Regions from separate parts of the Zea mays genome. Here region 2 is linked to region 1. Evidence: chromatin contacts called from public Hi-C data. All regions are on one chromosome and are shown on one strand. The core of a region is the stretch at or near the end of the contact, and the rest is flanking DNA. Distances in the headings are between cores, read along the strand shown.

Region 1 (6,869 bases), core at 1,174-3,673:
TCATTTTAAATTTTCCTGATATGCTATCCTTTTGTGCTTAATATGTGGTGAGATTGGGAAATACCATGGTATGCATGTCAGAAGTCCAACAGCTCATACTAAGTTTTAGGTAAACAACTTGAATTTGCTAGTAAATGATAGTAATATACCACCCGCAAAATTATAAATTGTGGTTGCACAATGTCACATCACTTCTACAAAATCCAATATGGATACTGCTGCAGAAAATGACACTGAAGTATTGGATATACCTCAAATAGAAGAACCCCAAGGCTGTAGATGTTTGATGGGAATGTGCCTTTAAATTGACTGAGCTCCTCTGGGCTTTTGTACCAGCTTTCCTCAAGATTCCTCAATTCAAATGCTGGTTGTTGGGTGGCAGAACTAGATACATGCTGAGCACAAGATATATTACTGCCATATGGTTCGACCAACTTAAAACCTTCTCTGGCAGTGTGGCTAAAATTTTCTTGCCTCAAAACACCTCGATTGACATCTTCATTTTGATTGTCACATATTTTGTCGGTCCAAAATGTATTTGCTGGTTGCCTGATAGCGACTGAGCCTTGCTCATCAACCTTTTGATACTTCAGCGTCAAATTTCCATGGTCATTAGACTCTTGGTGATCAATTCTCTGTCCAAAAGTTCTTTTTCTATTCACAAGATCTTCTCTAGCAACCTCTTGTTTGATTGATGTTGGCAAATCTTGTGTGGTATAAGAGCCGATATATTTAACTTGATTTGAAGAAAGGACCATAAAATATGATGGTCGCAAATGCTGCAAAGTAAAACCCTGTGCATGACACTTATCCACAAGATCAATGATCTGCTTAAACAAATGCATTTTCTCAAACTTAGTCATTGTTTGCCACCCAGGCTTAATCAGTTCCCTCAGGCTAGATCCCTCAGAGTGGGATTTTGTAACATTTCCACCAGTACTGAAAAGCATATGGTCCACTCTGGCCATACAATCATGAATTGAGCTAGGAATAGTCGGAATCTTGTCCAAAGGGTCTCTGGGTCTTGCATTAGCTTGCACTTGGATCTCCTCCCGTGCACCTTGGCACACAACCCCTTTACCTTTTGATTTGATTTGAAGTGGTGATCGTAGAACCCTAGATGAGGGTGCCACAGTCTTACTTCTCATCCGGTTAAGAATCCTATTTGAGAAGCTGCTTACTTTAAGAGCATTATCCTGATTAGACCATGGAGACAAGAGAATCTGCTGGCTGCACATCATGAACTCATTATTGACATATCCAACATGACTCATAGGTGCCTCATTGCCAGACGCATTGTTGTTCCTTGAGATGATATTGCTGGCAAGGCTCGTCGCCAGCTTTTCCATGCTAGAAGCATCACCAGCCCTCAAGTTTGCAATGTCGCCAGAACTCAGTGCGGTGTTTTCCCTGCTGGCCAAATCGCTAGTTCTCCGGGCGATCCGTGTAAAATTACCCCACAGGCCCTTAATACGGGTAGGCCTATCCCTGCTGCTTGTGCTCCCACCAGCAGAAACCTCAGGCTGGATACCAGTATTGATGCAATTCTTCAATGTGAGCTCCTCCACCCTCTCTTCAGTGTCGTGGTCCAAGCCACGCTGTGCCACACTGTCTGGCCTGGACTCGGAATTGGACAGGCCGACGCTGGTGAGGCCCCTCGCGCCGTCCGAGCTGCCCCCGAACCCACCCAGCGAGGTGAAGAAGGAGAAATGCTCGGACCAGTCTATGTCCCGCTGGAGTGGCGTGGCCGGCATCTCCAGCGCCTCGCTGCCGGACGGCTGCTGCTGCTGCGCCGCCGTGGGCTGCGCATTCTCCTTGGCACCCTTAATCTGCACATCCCCGGCCGCGTCAGCGCCAGCGCCGCCCACCTCCGCCGCCGTCCCTTCCATGGCACCAAACCTACCCTGCGAAAACCGCGCGTCGCCCGCGCAATAAGGTCACGGCGCACGGGCCAAGTCGCGCAAAGGCAAAAACCGCCCCAGGACCGATTCAGCGGCGGGGAGCCATACCTCGCGGCGGGCGCGCGCAACAGACCAGCAGCGAGCCGCCCGCGCGGCGCATCCTCGCGCACAGCGCAGCGCCGCCACGAGCCCCCGACCCCCTCCCGAGAGCGACGATCCCGCGTGCGATTGGCTGCGGTTCCGGGCCACGGGTCAGGAGGATTCGCACGATCCAAATAGCGACATTCGCCGCGGCGAAAGAGGGCCACACGTTACCGGGAGCGAGCCGCGCAGGGCCCTGCGGGGGCTTGGCCACCGGCGGCGGGAGCAGCGGGGCAGCGCGGACGGGGCGCCCGGGAATTTCCCGAAACGGAAAGCTGCCTAGGTTTCCTTCTCTCTCTCTCTCTCGCCGTCCGACCCTCTGCTCCGCCTGCTGACTGCTGTTTCCCCCCTCCCCGTTGCGAGTTGCGACTTGCGAGGGAGCGTGGCGGTGCTGGTGTGCTGGAGAGATATTTAACTAAACTACGATACGTCTCTCCTCGTAATTTTTACAGTGATAGCTACCTGATTGAAAAAAAAATTCTACCATTGTATATTAATTCAGAATTTATTTACAAAATAGGTGTTGTTATCGCTTTCCAAAACATTTTTCTCTTAATACATTATTTTCTATGTTCAATGTATCTTTATTCTTTACTATATCATTTAATTGGTAAAAAAACTAAGATCACCTTTGAAACGCAGGATTTTTCCCTGTTTCCTATGATTTTCCTATGAAAATAAACAGATTCCTATGAAATTTTTGCGTTCCAAAGTTGATCTAAAGTTATGTACAAATTGAGATTTGAACCTTCGCTCCAAACTCACATCAACACACACTTACCCTAAAAATACATGTCTTTGTGTTTTATACTATATACTCAATCATAAATGAAATCATTAGCAACACCTTCGTCATGCCACATTTCTCTACTAACTATTAAGACGGTACTGTAGACTGCCCCCGCCAAACAACCGCCCGCCCGATCCCGCCGCGACCCCCGCCCGCCGCCAATCGCCCGCCGCGAACCCCGTCCGCCGCCAACCGCAAGGCGCGAACGCCCGCCCGCCGCGACCGCTCGGCAAACGCCGTGAACAGCCCGCCACCAACCGCGATACGCCCGTCGCGACCTTCCGCGAACCCTGCCCGCCGCCACGAATGCCCGCCTCTGCGAACCCTGCAAGCCACGATACGCCCGCCGCGACCCGCCGCGAATTCCCTCCCGCAACGCCCGCACGACCGCCCGCACAACCCGCATGCCCGCCGCGAGCCCGCCGCAAACCCCGCCCGCACGCCCGCCAGCCATGCCGCGACAGACCTACCACAATTTCACAAAGATGTTTTCTGCTATTTACAGATGAATAGTTATTGTCAGGGACAACAAGGTTCCATCATTTCCAGGGAGGAAAATGTTCGTGTAATGATTATTGGTAGTCCACCCGCTCTTGTTCGTTGCAGTCGGCAGCACACCACAAGGAAGTGAAGTTAGGTTGAAACAGACTCTTGACTTGTGAAAATAATTGATGAAGATTTCTTCTCTTTCTCCAGATACTTTTGAAGAGGTGAAGAGCAAGCGTGATAGGAAAAAAACTCGGTGGCAAGGCAATCTTTATCAAGGTCAAATGTAATACTATTTTCTGTACTTCGATTTGGTGTATTTTGCTTTTTTGAGTGCCTACAAAATGTCTGGGATTTAGCAAAGCGGCTTATCTGTTGTGCATCATTTATAATGTCCCTCTGAATTGCAGATTATAAACTATTTCTGAATTTTCAACATATTTTTTGTGATGTCAGTGCAATACTGCAAATATTGACATTTTTTGTGATGTTAGTGCAATACTACAAAGTTTGACAGAAAGTACCAGCTCTCTGGGCATCATGTCAAAAAGACTAGATATGCGCTTCTTCTTTTGATTAGTTTGTCTAAGAAAATATTTCTGAGCATGACTTACAACTTGAGTTGGTGTTCTGGTGGTAACAAATTTTTTTGCTATACCCCTCCAATCTCCCTTACCTAGCTTTTCAAGACCAGCAAGAAATGTTCGATGCTCCTCTTCAGTCCAAGGAACAGTTGAAGCAAAACAGAAATAAAAATATTTAACGAGTATTACAGATATGGAAATAAAGGCTTGCATATCTCTTCTTCAATTGAACATAGTAAAACTTCTTGAGTTGGCTCTTGGAATGATTCACTAAAAGAATTGTCCACAATAATAATAAAAATTGTTAGATGACTCTCCTGATTTCCATATAAGTTGTTGTCGTCTAAACAAAAAAGGTAAACAAGAACCAAACAAACATCACAAATATCCAATGCAATAAAGAATTTTTCAAATAAAAATTAACTACGATAGTGGGCAAAAAGCCAAAAACTTTCATTATTGCAGGTTTTCAGTTTTTAATGCTAAATGGCTTGCTGTAGAGATAAGCTTTACTTTTCAAATATGTGTATTCTGGAGTGACAGGTGGCTGGCTGGGCAACAGATGGAGGATTTGGCTCCAAACCTTTTCTTGATGGTCTCGAAGTGTATAATAAACAAAAGAACAATTCTGGAAGCCTTGACAGATTCAAGATGGATTCAAGACCTTCGGGGTGTTTTATCTTGGGAGGTGTTCATGGAAATCACACTTCTTTGGAAGCTTTCGAAGGGGTTAACCTGCAGCCCGGCATTGCCGGATAGACACTTTTAGAGGTTGTCCAGTTCCAGAAAATATTTAGCAACCTCGGCTTATGCAGCCATCTTCTAAGGATCCTTGCAGTAGGAGGCTTTTGATCGTGTCTAGAAGATTTGGGCTCCTCCTAGGTGCACTTTCTTCATCTGCCTTGTGATCCACAATCGATGTTGGACATTGGATCGATTGGCTAAGAGAAATCTCCCTCGACCGAGCTGTTGTCCCCTTTGTGAACAGGAAGATGAGACAATTAATCATATCTTAGTAATCTGTGTTTTCAGCAGGCAGTTCTGGTTCTTTATTCTCCAAAGAATGGGGCTCATTGCTCACGACCTGTGAAAATAATTAATCAAGATTTCTTATCTTTCTCCGGATACTTTTCAAGAGATGAAGAGCAAGTGTGATAGGAAAAAAGACTCGGTGGTAAGGCAAGGTACGCCGAGGTCAAATGTAATATTGTTCTGTACTTCGATTTGGTGTATTTTGCTTTTTTAGTCCCTACAAAATGACTGGGATTTAGCAAAGCGGCTTATCTGTTGTGCATCATTTCTATTGTCCCTCCGAATTGCATATTATAAACTATTTCTGAAATTTCAGTATATTTTTTGTCGTTTCTATGGTAGATATATGTTGACCGGTAACATGTGTCACACATAATAAGGGGATTAACAATGAGGGTTCAACTTGTTTATACAGCTGGTAACATGTTTTTCTGACCGGTAACATGTGTCACGCATAATAAGGGGATTAACAGTGAGGGTAACATGTGCCAATGCTCTTGGTAATTTCAGTTCGCCTAATAGCCAACTTGTTTTTTGTAACACTCGATAATTCATTTACTAAGTTGTTCCTTATTTGTTTTTATATTGTGAACTGAGTATATATGTGATTAAATGTTGCATTCATTGCAGCAATTCAAAAGGCTTTGGTGGCGCGGAACGATCGTCAGTTTGCCGTTAGATATCTTGACGACCAAATGTGTAGATAGAGTCTAAAACTTTTGCAAATCTGAATTTTAGGATGGAATAAATGTACTATTATTGATGCAACTTACATGTGTCAAGATTTGTAAAACATTTTGTTCTACTGGGAAATATTAATGAATAAGTGGAACATCAAATCGTTTAGCCCGTACGTTTTCCATTTAGAACAATATTGGTTTAATGTTGTGTCATGTTTGACATTGAAATCGTAACTTCGCTCGTGAAATTATGTCAAATATGCAAATCAAATCCGGAACAAATTTAATGTACATTCGGTATACCGAAGCCCATCTACAGGAGCTAGGCGTGCTCCATGAAGATGTTCCACATCACCAGAGTTATGAAAACAATTACTCGTCGCGTCACCCATATCCATCTATGCAGTTCAAGCTTGGAATATAATTTCCATATCTTATACGAACACCAAAATCATTCTTCTATCACCTCTCTCTAGGTCTTATCTCTTTACTCTCGGTTATGATGCTTGTTTCTATAATCTCTATTACCAAGGGCATCTTTTTTGATCTTTTATTCACTTGATTTATTGCAGTCAGGTCATTTCACCCTTGGTTCTTGCAGTATTATTTTTATGCTCATGTTTTCTCGGGCACTGTTCTTGTTATAGATCAGATGGGACATGATGTAGGTCGCAAACCATTCACAGACATGGGTGCCTACAAAAAGAAACATTCTGGATGGGCAGAGGATATTTTAAGTGGGAACATACAATTCGGTCTGGTGTTCTAATTGACTTAAAAGGGTATTTTCTCAATACCATATTCTCAACAGTTTAAATTTTTTCTATGATAATCATTGTATATAATATAGTTGGCCAAACATTATTCTATAGGGTTAATACCAGCTACTTCGTTCTATAAGCTATGGTCATGTGAGGGAGTGCTAGACGAATGGAATTTGATAGGGTGAGTGGAGTACGTTTGTTTCACGTTCAAACATACATTTCAGTTACATAATATAAATTTGACATTTTGTTCTCTTATGTCTTTGTGTGTAGGATGCAAAGATTTTTCGAATGAACTTTGTAATTGATCTGTTAAGTTACGAGAACAATTCATGCCGCTATGCCATCCCTGCAAACATAAAACAATGACTTATCAATATTACTAAAAAGGATTAGATTAATGTACGGTTGTCGACATATTTGCCGATTATGAAAAATTCTATATTGACTCTTTAAAATAGTTTGTGAGATATTGATAATGTTTGTCACAC
Region 2 (6,869 bases), core at 2,066-4,565, 130 kb after region 1:
CGAGGAAGCGTATCCGGACATGAGGAGGTTTGCGGACACGGCGTTCCGGAAGGGCATGGCGTCGAACACCGTGCGGGCGAGCCCGACCCGGCCGCACTTGGCGTAGAAGGAGATGAGGTTGTTGTGCAGGACGACGTCGAAATGGGCGGCTGTGATGAGACGGGCGTGGAGCGCCTTCCCCTTGGACAGGTCGCCAGCGGCGGCGGCCGCGCGAAGGACGGCCACTGCCGCGTGCCGCTGGAGCGCGGCGCCGCAGGGTCTGGCCATGGATTGGGGCGCAGGGTTTTAGAGAGGTTTAGAGGAAAGGAAAGGGGGAAAACTGCAGGCCAGGGGCTTTGGAGATACAATATATTAGCTCGACGTCGAGATAGCGGGCCAGGGCCCATGTAAGGTTGAAGGTTTAGCCCAAATGTGTATTTCAACTTTGCGTGCTAGGCGTTTATGGGCTAAAACATTAGATGGGTCGGAAGTCCAATAACGGCCCTACTCACTACCCACTGTAAAGTGCGAACTGGTGCCACCGGATTTCACGTAGAAGTTTCACAAGAATTCCGTAAATTTCATAAAAATATTTTATAGGGAGAAAGATCAATACAGAGAACCTCGCAAGAACACAAGCGAGCCTGAGAAAACTATGCTCAGCAGTTGCAGTTGTCAGTAAATTGGCAGAGGGAGCTTACAAAATTTTCAGCTTCGTATCAATGTATTCGCACACCCTGACATAGCGTCCTACTCCAGAAATCTTTAACGACAACGAGGAAGGCAAAAAAAAAAAAAATGGTATATGCAATGGAACTATCTCCGCAGTGCTCCTTTAACTGGCGTCATTTGGCTAACTAGTCTTTCCAACCACCTGTCGTCCCACTTATCAGACTGACCGTCATCAGCTTCTTTCCTGCTGAAGGTGCCAACAACTTCACGTCGGACAGTTGTTTCTGGCCAAAACCGTGTGATGTCCGCGCGGTCGGCGTTGGGTTTCGGCGAGAATGCATTGAGAGATCTGGTGTATCTGCTTGCGCCTTCCCGGTGCCGGTGGTTAGCGGTCGGACGGCGAGATTCGCCGAACGGAGGCGACGGAGAGAAACGAGGTGAGAGTTGCGAAATCCGGTAGGAAACCGTCGTTTCTCGCCTGCTTGTGCTCGGCTCTGGTGTCGTTCAGGCTGTCTTTTTCGCGGTTCCCGATCATGGTCGGTACGATCTCTGCAATAAAATACGTAGTAGTAGTTGGTAAATGGTAACTACTGTCTGGGTTGGTTCTTAGGCTATCCGCACTCATGTCACTCTAAATTCCTACTCTAAAAAGAATATTCTATCCTCGCCAGCAAAATTATATACTCTATATCATAACCCTCCGCAGCCATATTTACTCTATATTACAACTCTATATCAACTACCACATATTTTTATCATTTCATTCCATTTTTTTACCATCCTCCCAACTACCTCCTGTGCTCAGAGAGATTTGGAGTAGAGACTGAGCGACTCTGTAAATAGCGTTTCGCATGCTCTCCCTAACTTTGCAGTCGCCGGTGAGGTTCCCCGCTGCACCATTTTTTCTACTGTATATCTAACCCTATATCGGTAGCGTTCTCTTTACAGTTTCCCACTGCGGCTAGCCTTATGCAGAAAAAAAGGATAAGGAGCAGTGACTAGAGAAAAGCCGAGTGCTCTTGTTCGTAGCAACGAGTGGGTGACAGCAAGCTTTTGCTAATCAACGAAGGGCACATTGATTATGCAGTTTTTTTTTTTACCAACAACTTTTCTCGTGGTTTTACAGCGAAACCCGATTCATCGTCAGCGGTTTTCGAGTGAGGTTTCCGGAAACCGGTAGATTTGAATTTGAGAATCCGAACAGTTCGGATTTTACCGGATTTCGGCGGTTTTCAATGATTTTTCCGTTTACGAGTGTAGCGAGGATCTGTGCTCAAACGAGATTGAAAACCCTGCCGCCGGCTCCCGTTCCCTTTTGTCGCGAACAACGGAAGTTGGTGAACAGACGGCAGGTGGGAGAAAGCGATCCCTGCCAACCTCTTTTCTTCTTTATCAAAATGGAAAACTCTCTATTATCCACCTTATTTTAAAATCATAACACCAAAATATTTTATAAAATATATCGAGTTCAGCTGTGTGTCATAATCTTATTGTGCATGCAATGGTGCACCTTAGGCCTTATTTGTGTATTTTAGTATTCAGCTCAATTCACATTGTTTAATTTGCACTTTAATCCAGCTCAATATATATAGAATGAGGTGAATACTAAAGACCCAAACAAACCCTTAGGTATTAGGGTAATGTATGTCTTGTCGTAGAATTTGCGTATGGGCGGCTAGAATGTATCTCTGCCGCCTCATACAAAAGTACTTACAAAGCCGTAGCAACCCTACCAAAGGGGCCCTAAATGTTGGTTAGGTTGTCTCTATCACATTCTCTATTTTAAATCTCACTCTACAGACAATATCATCTAAAGTGTCACATTCCCTATTTTATATGATCCACCGAAGACAACATAGAAAATCTAAAGTTTAGTGTAAACTATGCGGGAAAATTATTTATGGCATACCGATAAAAAGTGGCTTTAGATTTTTGACACATAAAACTGTACTATTTATCAGGAACACAGAGAAATGTTGTTCATTATCTAGTGCACATCTAGTGCACATCGCAGCGACTAAATTTTCCATTTCCAGCAAGACTTTATCTATAAGATTATTTTCTAAAATGATATTTTTATCGATGGAGTGTGCCGCCGCTAATAATAATCAATATCTGTCATTGTGTTCCTGAGAAATAATACCATTTATGGTGTCCAAGAGCTAAATTAACTATTTGTTAGTGTGCCACAGATAATTTCTCCGAATCATATAGGATGTTGTGATGCTAATTATAAAAGCTAAATATAAAGTACAATGATTGAGCAAAGACGAAAAAATGTTGTGCAATTAAGTGTTTCGTGCAATCATGATTTTTTGTTGAAAATTTTATGGACGCTCTTCATCATTTACTACAGTGGACAGATTGTACTATTTTTTATATCCTTTAATATAAAACAAATCAAACTTTGATACTCTAATAGAGTAAATAATAAAATGTATTTATAACTTTTAGTAATTTAATTAAACGAGAAATTTGATTGTACAACAGTAGCTGAGTCGAGGAAAAAACCACGAAACCCATTACAGGACAGGCAACCTATTTTGAATTTTTGATTTGACAAAAAAATATCTCTACGTTGGGCAGTGGGTCCCACTCCCGCGCCTCGTTTAAAACCGTCCCACTCCTCAACTGATGATGCCCCCCTGTTCCTCCTGTCATCTTCTCCTCCTCAGAAACCCACCAACCCCGTCCAGCCGCCGGCTGTCTCGGCCGCCGCCGCCGCCGCCGCCGCCCTATCCCGGTCCTTCAGGCGAACCAGGTTGGTCATGGCCTTCAACAAGATCAAGGTCTCCAACCCCGTCGTCGAGATGGACGGTAAGCGGGATACCTGTCCTGTCCTGTTCGCCACACAACAGATCTGCTGCGTTCCGTCGTTTGCCTTGTGCCGCGTCCTCTCTTCCGGTCGCTCTAACTCCAGCCGTGGCTTTAGTCGAAGCGTCACAGGAGATCCCGTGGATCTAGTAGACGAGGACCTTGGATCAGATACGCTAGTCTCGCTAGTGTCCGGGATTTTGTTCACTCAGCGATTAATCCAGCTGGTCTGCTTACGTTTGTTGCTGAATTTCGCTTGCAGGCGATGAGATGACCAGGGTGTTCTGGAAATCTATCAAGGACAAGGTAATAGGAACGTGGCTGACTCTATCTCCGTCGCCCTTAGATGTTGCTTCCTGTGCTCTTGTTCCTTGAGAGGACCATCTTTTCCCCATGGGTTGCTGGGATGTTAAATTGTCGATTGAATTTCGTGCAGCTTATATTCCCTTTCGTAGACCTCGACATCAAATATTTTGACCTCGGGCTTCCACACCGTGATGCTACCGACGACAAAGTCACAGTGGAGGCTGCGGAGGCCACACTCAAGTAAGAATTGCACGTTACTGTCACTTCCTTAAGAAGGTGGAAATGAAAAGCAAAGCACAGAAAAGAGTGTTGTGGCTCAGTGTTATTTATATCAAATCCAGATGCTCAAGTTTGTGTTTAGTTGCGTTGTCTAACAAGTGTTTGTGGTGGAATATGCATAGTCGATTTAACCTTTTTTTTTCCATAAGTCATTTAATCACTGGAAAAGTCTTCCTTGAGAAAGTGGCGTGTTTAAGGGCCTTTTTGCTACTCAGCCTGTTGCTTATCTGTTGTTGCTTCAGTAGTCTGGTATTGCGGGCTTTTGAATATTTTGCTGCATCGTGCACCTATCTTTTCTATTGCTTATGCTTCTCCATTATTTGTAGGTACAATGTGGCTATCAAGTGTGCCACCATTACACCAGGTACATTTGGGTTACTGTTCTGCTGACAAAGTTTTAAGAGATTCTAGATTTACTGACATCGCATCAAAATCCATGGCAGATGAAGCAAGGGTAAATGAGTTTGGCTTGAAGGCTATGTGGAAGAGCCCAAATGGCACAATTAGGAATATTCTGAATGGTAAGATGCTGCTGCAGCCTTTAAGTGTAACATTTCTTGGGTCCTCAGGACTGACAGTTTTATTCATGTGCTCGCTGCGTGTAGGCACTGTGTTCAGAGAACCAATCATCTGCAAAAACATCCCACGGCTTGTTCCAGGTATGGAAGGAAGACCATAATCATAGGAGTACTCATTTATGTAATTGCCTTGTAAACTGAACTGTTTGTGAATTCAGGGTGGACAAAACCCATTTGCATCGGGAGGCATGCATTCGGTGATCAGTACCGGGCAACTGATGCAGTTATCAAGGGGCCAGGGAAGCTTAAATTAGTTTTTGGTATGTATGTATGAATCACTCAGCATTTGAGAATCAATGAAATGCTTGTCTTATTAAACGTCCTATGATTCATTTTCTAAAATTCTGCTGAGAGAATCCTGTAAATAATTGACATCTTCCCCTTTGTCCTTTGTTGTTACTGATAGAGGGAAAAGAAGAGCAAGTTGAGCTGGAGGTGTTCAACTTCACTGGTGCAGGAGGAGTTGCCTTATCAATGTACAACACTGACGAGGTGCAGTTGGTGCTTGCTACTATTCCATTACTTGACATATATAATGTGCTCCTCTTGTGATTTATCATCTCAGTATTTGTGTAATTATGCAGTCCATCCATGCCTTTGCTGACGCTTCTATGGCCACTGCTTATGAAAAGAAATGGCCATTGTATCTTAGCACCAAAAACACTATTTTGAAGAAATATGATGGCAGGTAAGGGTTTTGCTAAACTGTTTCTCATTATTTTTCAGGTCTTACTGACGGTGCCTTTTCTCTGGCGCAGCATGTTTACCTGTGTACTTGATTTGTTTGCAGGTTCAAGGACATTTTCCAGGAGGTGTATGAAGCTGGTTGGAAAACCAAATTTGAAGCTGCCGGCATATGGTATAGTTTCAAATCCCGTTTCATATCTCATCTTTTTCTTTAATAAGGTGTGACTCCCAAGGTCTTTCTTGTCATTTGGTCTTTGATGCCTGTAGGTATGAGCACCGCCTTATCGATGACATGGTAGCATACGCACTTAAGAGTGAAGGAGGGTATGTCTGGGCTTGCAAGAATTATGATGGAGATGTGCAGAGCGATTTCTTAGCTCAAGGTTACAATTTGCCTCAGTTTTTACAGTCTGGACTCTCAAGTTCTGAGTAACACTTGCTACTTTCTTGCTCTTAGTTAAAAAAGTGATGTATTTGATTATATGAGTCTTTCTTTAACTGCAGGTTTTGGCTCATTGGGTTTGATGACTTCGGTACTGGTAGGTCACTAAATTTGCTTTTAGTATTTGTCATGATATAATTGATAAATTTCTCCTCAGTTATCAGGCATATTGTTACTAATTTGGTCAGACAAGAAGAAAACGAGTGTATTTTACTTGGATAGTTTTAGACTTTGCAAGTGTTTAGATTAGAGGTTGATGCTGAACTCGTTCATGTAACCTTGTCCCAGGTGTGCCCTGATGGAAAGACGATCGAAGCTGAAGCTGCCCATGGTACTGTTACCCGTCATTACCGTGTTCACCAGAAAGGAGGTGAAACTAGTACGAACAGTATTGCCTCAATCTTTGCGTGGACAAGAGGACTTGCACACAGGTTTGTATGACCATTACGTACAGTTCTAGTACTTACGTGAGATGCATCGGTTCGGATTTATTCGTTATCCAGACCTACAAATTTTGCAGCTTCCAGTTTTCACAGTAATCAACATACATTCCCCTTTCTTGTGTGTGTGGGTTAGGGCAAAGCTTGATGACAATGCTAGACTACTTGACTTCACCCAGAAGCTTGAGGCTGCCTGCGTTGGAGCCGTCGAGTCTGGGAAGATGACCAAGGACCTTGCCCTTCTCGTTCACGGATCTTCAAAGTACGTGGCCGCAGTATTTGTCTTGCTGCCCCATTCAAGTGGCATACACCTCGTGATTTTGTATTGACTGATGTCTGCTGCAGTATCACGAGGAGCCATTACCTGAACACGGAGGAGTTCATTGACGCTGTTGCTGATGAGCTCAGATCAAGGCTGGCAGCCAACTCGAACCTTTGAAATCCTTGCCGAAGTTGTGGTGCTTTCCTGCGCGACGCTTTCGAACCGTTTTTATTATGTCGCCATTTTCTTTCCCTGTGCCACCACCCTGATGAATGAAGAAGGCCTGAGCTAGGCGAACATCTGCAGGCTGCAGCAGTATGCCAAATCATTATCATTACCGTTACCATTACCAATTGGAGATTGCCGTAGATTTCCGCGATTATGGGAACTCATTTACCTGATTATCTGAT

Evidence for each region. A called contact is a pair of places that touch in the nucleus more often than the background predicts.
Region 2: a Hi-C map of leaf mesophyll shows a contact between it and region 1, with 2.4 times the contacts expected there. The contact joins the promoter of LOC100272371 here to the promoter of LOC100384276 in region 1. A contact is called at or near these places in 15 of 25 Hi-C or Micro-C datasets (bundle sheath, ear, leaf and 4 more).

The regions. Positions count from the first base shown.
Region 1 is chr6:176,867,964-176,874,832 of Zm-B73-REFERENCE-NAM-5.0, forward strand. LOC100384276 (Protein SUPPRESSOR OF PHYA-105 1) reads right to left here and starts at 2,424. Exons shown (of 9, transcript XM_020539120.2): 1 at 2,217-2,424; 2 at 2,010-2,133; 3 at 252-1,904. The coding sequence starts at 1,889. It overlaps LOC103630756 (a long non-coding RNA gene), which reads left to right and starts at 2,897. Exons shown (of 3, transcript XR_002262927.2): 1 at 2,897-3,604; 2 at 4,446-5,086; 3 at 5,565-5,783.
Region 2 is chr6:176,999,465-177,006,333 of Zm-B73-REFERENCE-NAM-5.0, forward strand. It overlaps LOC100272371, which reads left to right and starts at 3,316. Exons shown (of 15, transcript NM_001146852.2): 1 at 3,316-3,468; 2 at 3,728-3,771; 3 at 3,902-4,011; 4 at 4,377-4,414; 5 at 4,494-4,571; 6 at 4,656-4,709; 7 at 4,787-4,888; 8 at 5,035-5,120; 9 at 5,213-5,316; 10 at 5,419-5,487; 11 at 5,583-5,698; 12 at 5,820-5,854; 13 at 6,046-6,188; 14 at 6,334-6,459; 1 more. The coding sequence starts at 3,420. The coding sequence ends at 6,636. LOC103630757 (pentatricopeptide repeat-containing protein At5g39680) reads right to left here and starts at 275. Exons shown (of 3, transcript XM_008651820.3): 1 at 1-275. The coding sequence starts at 267.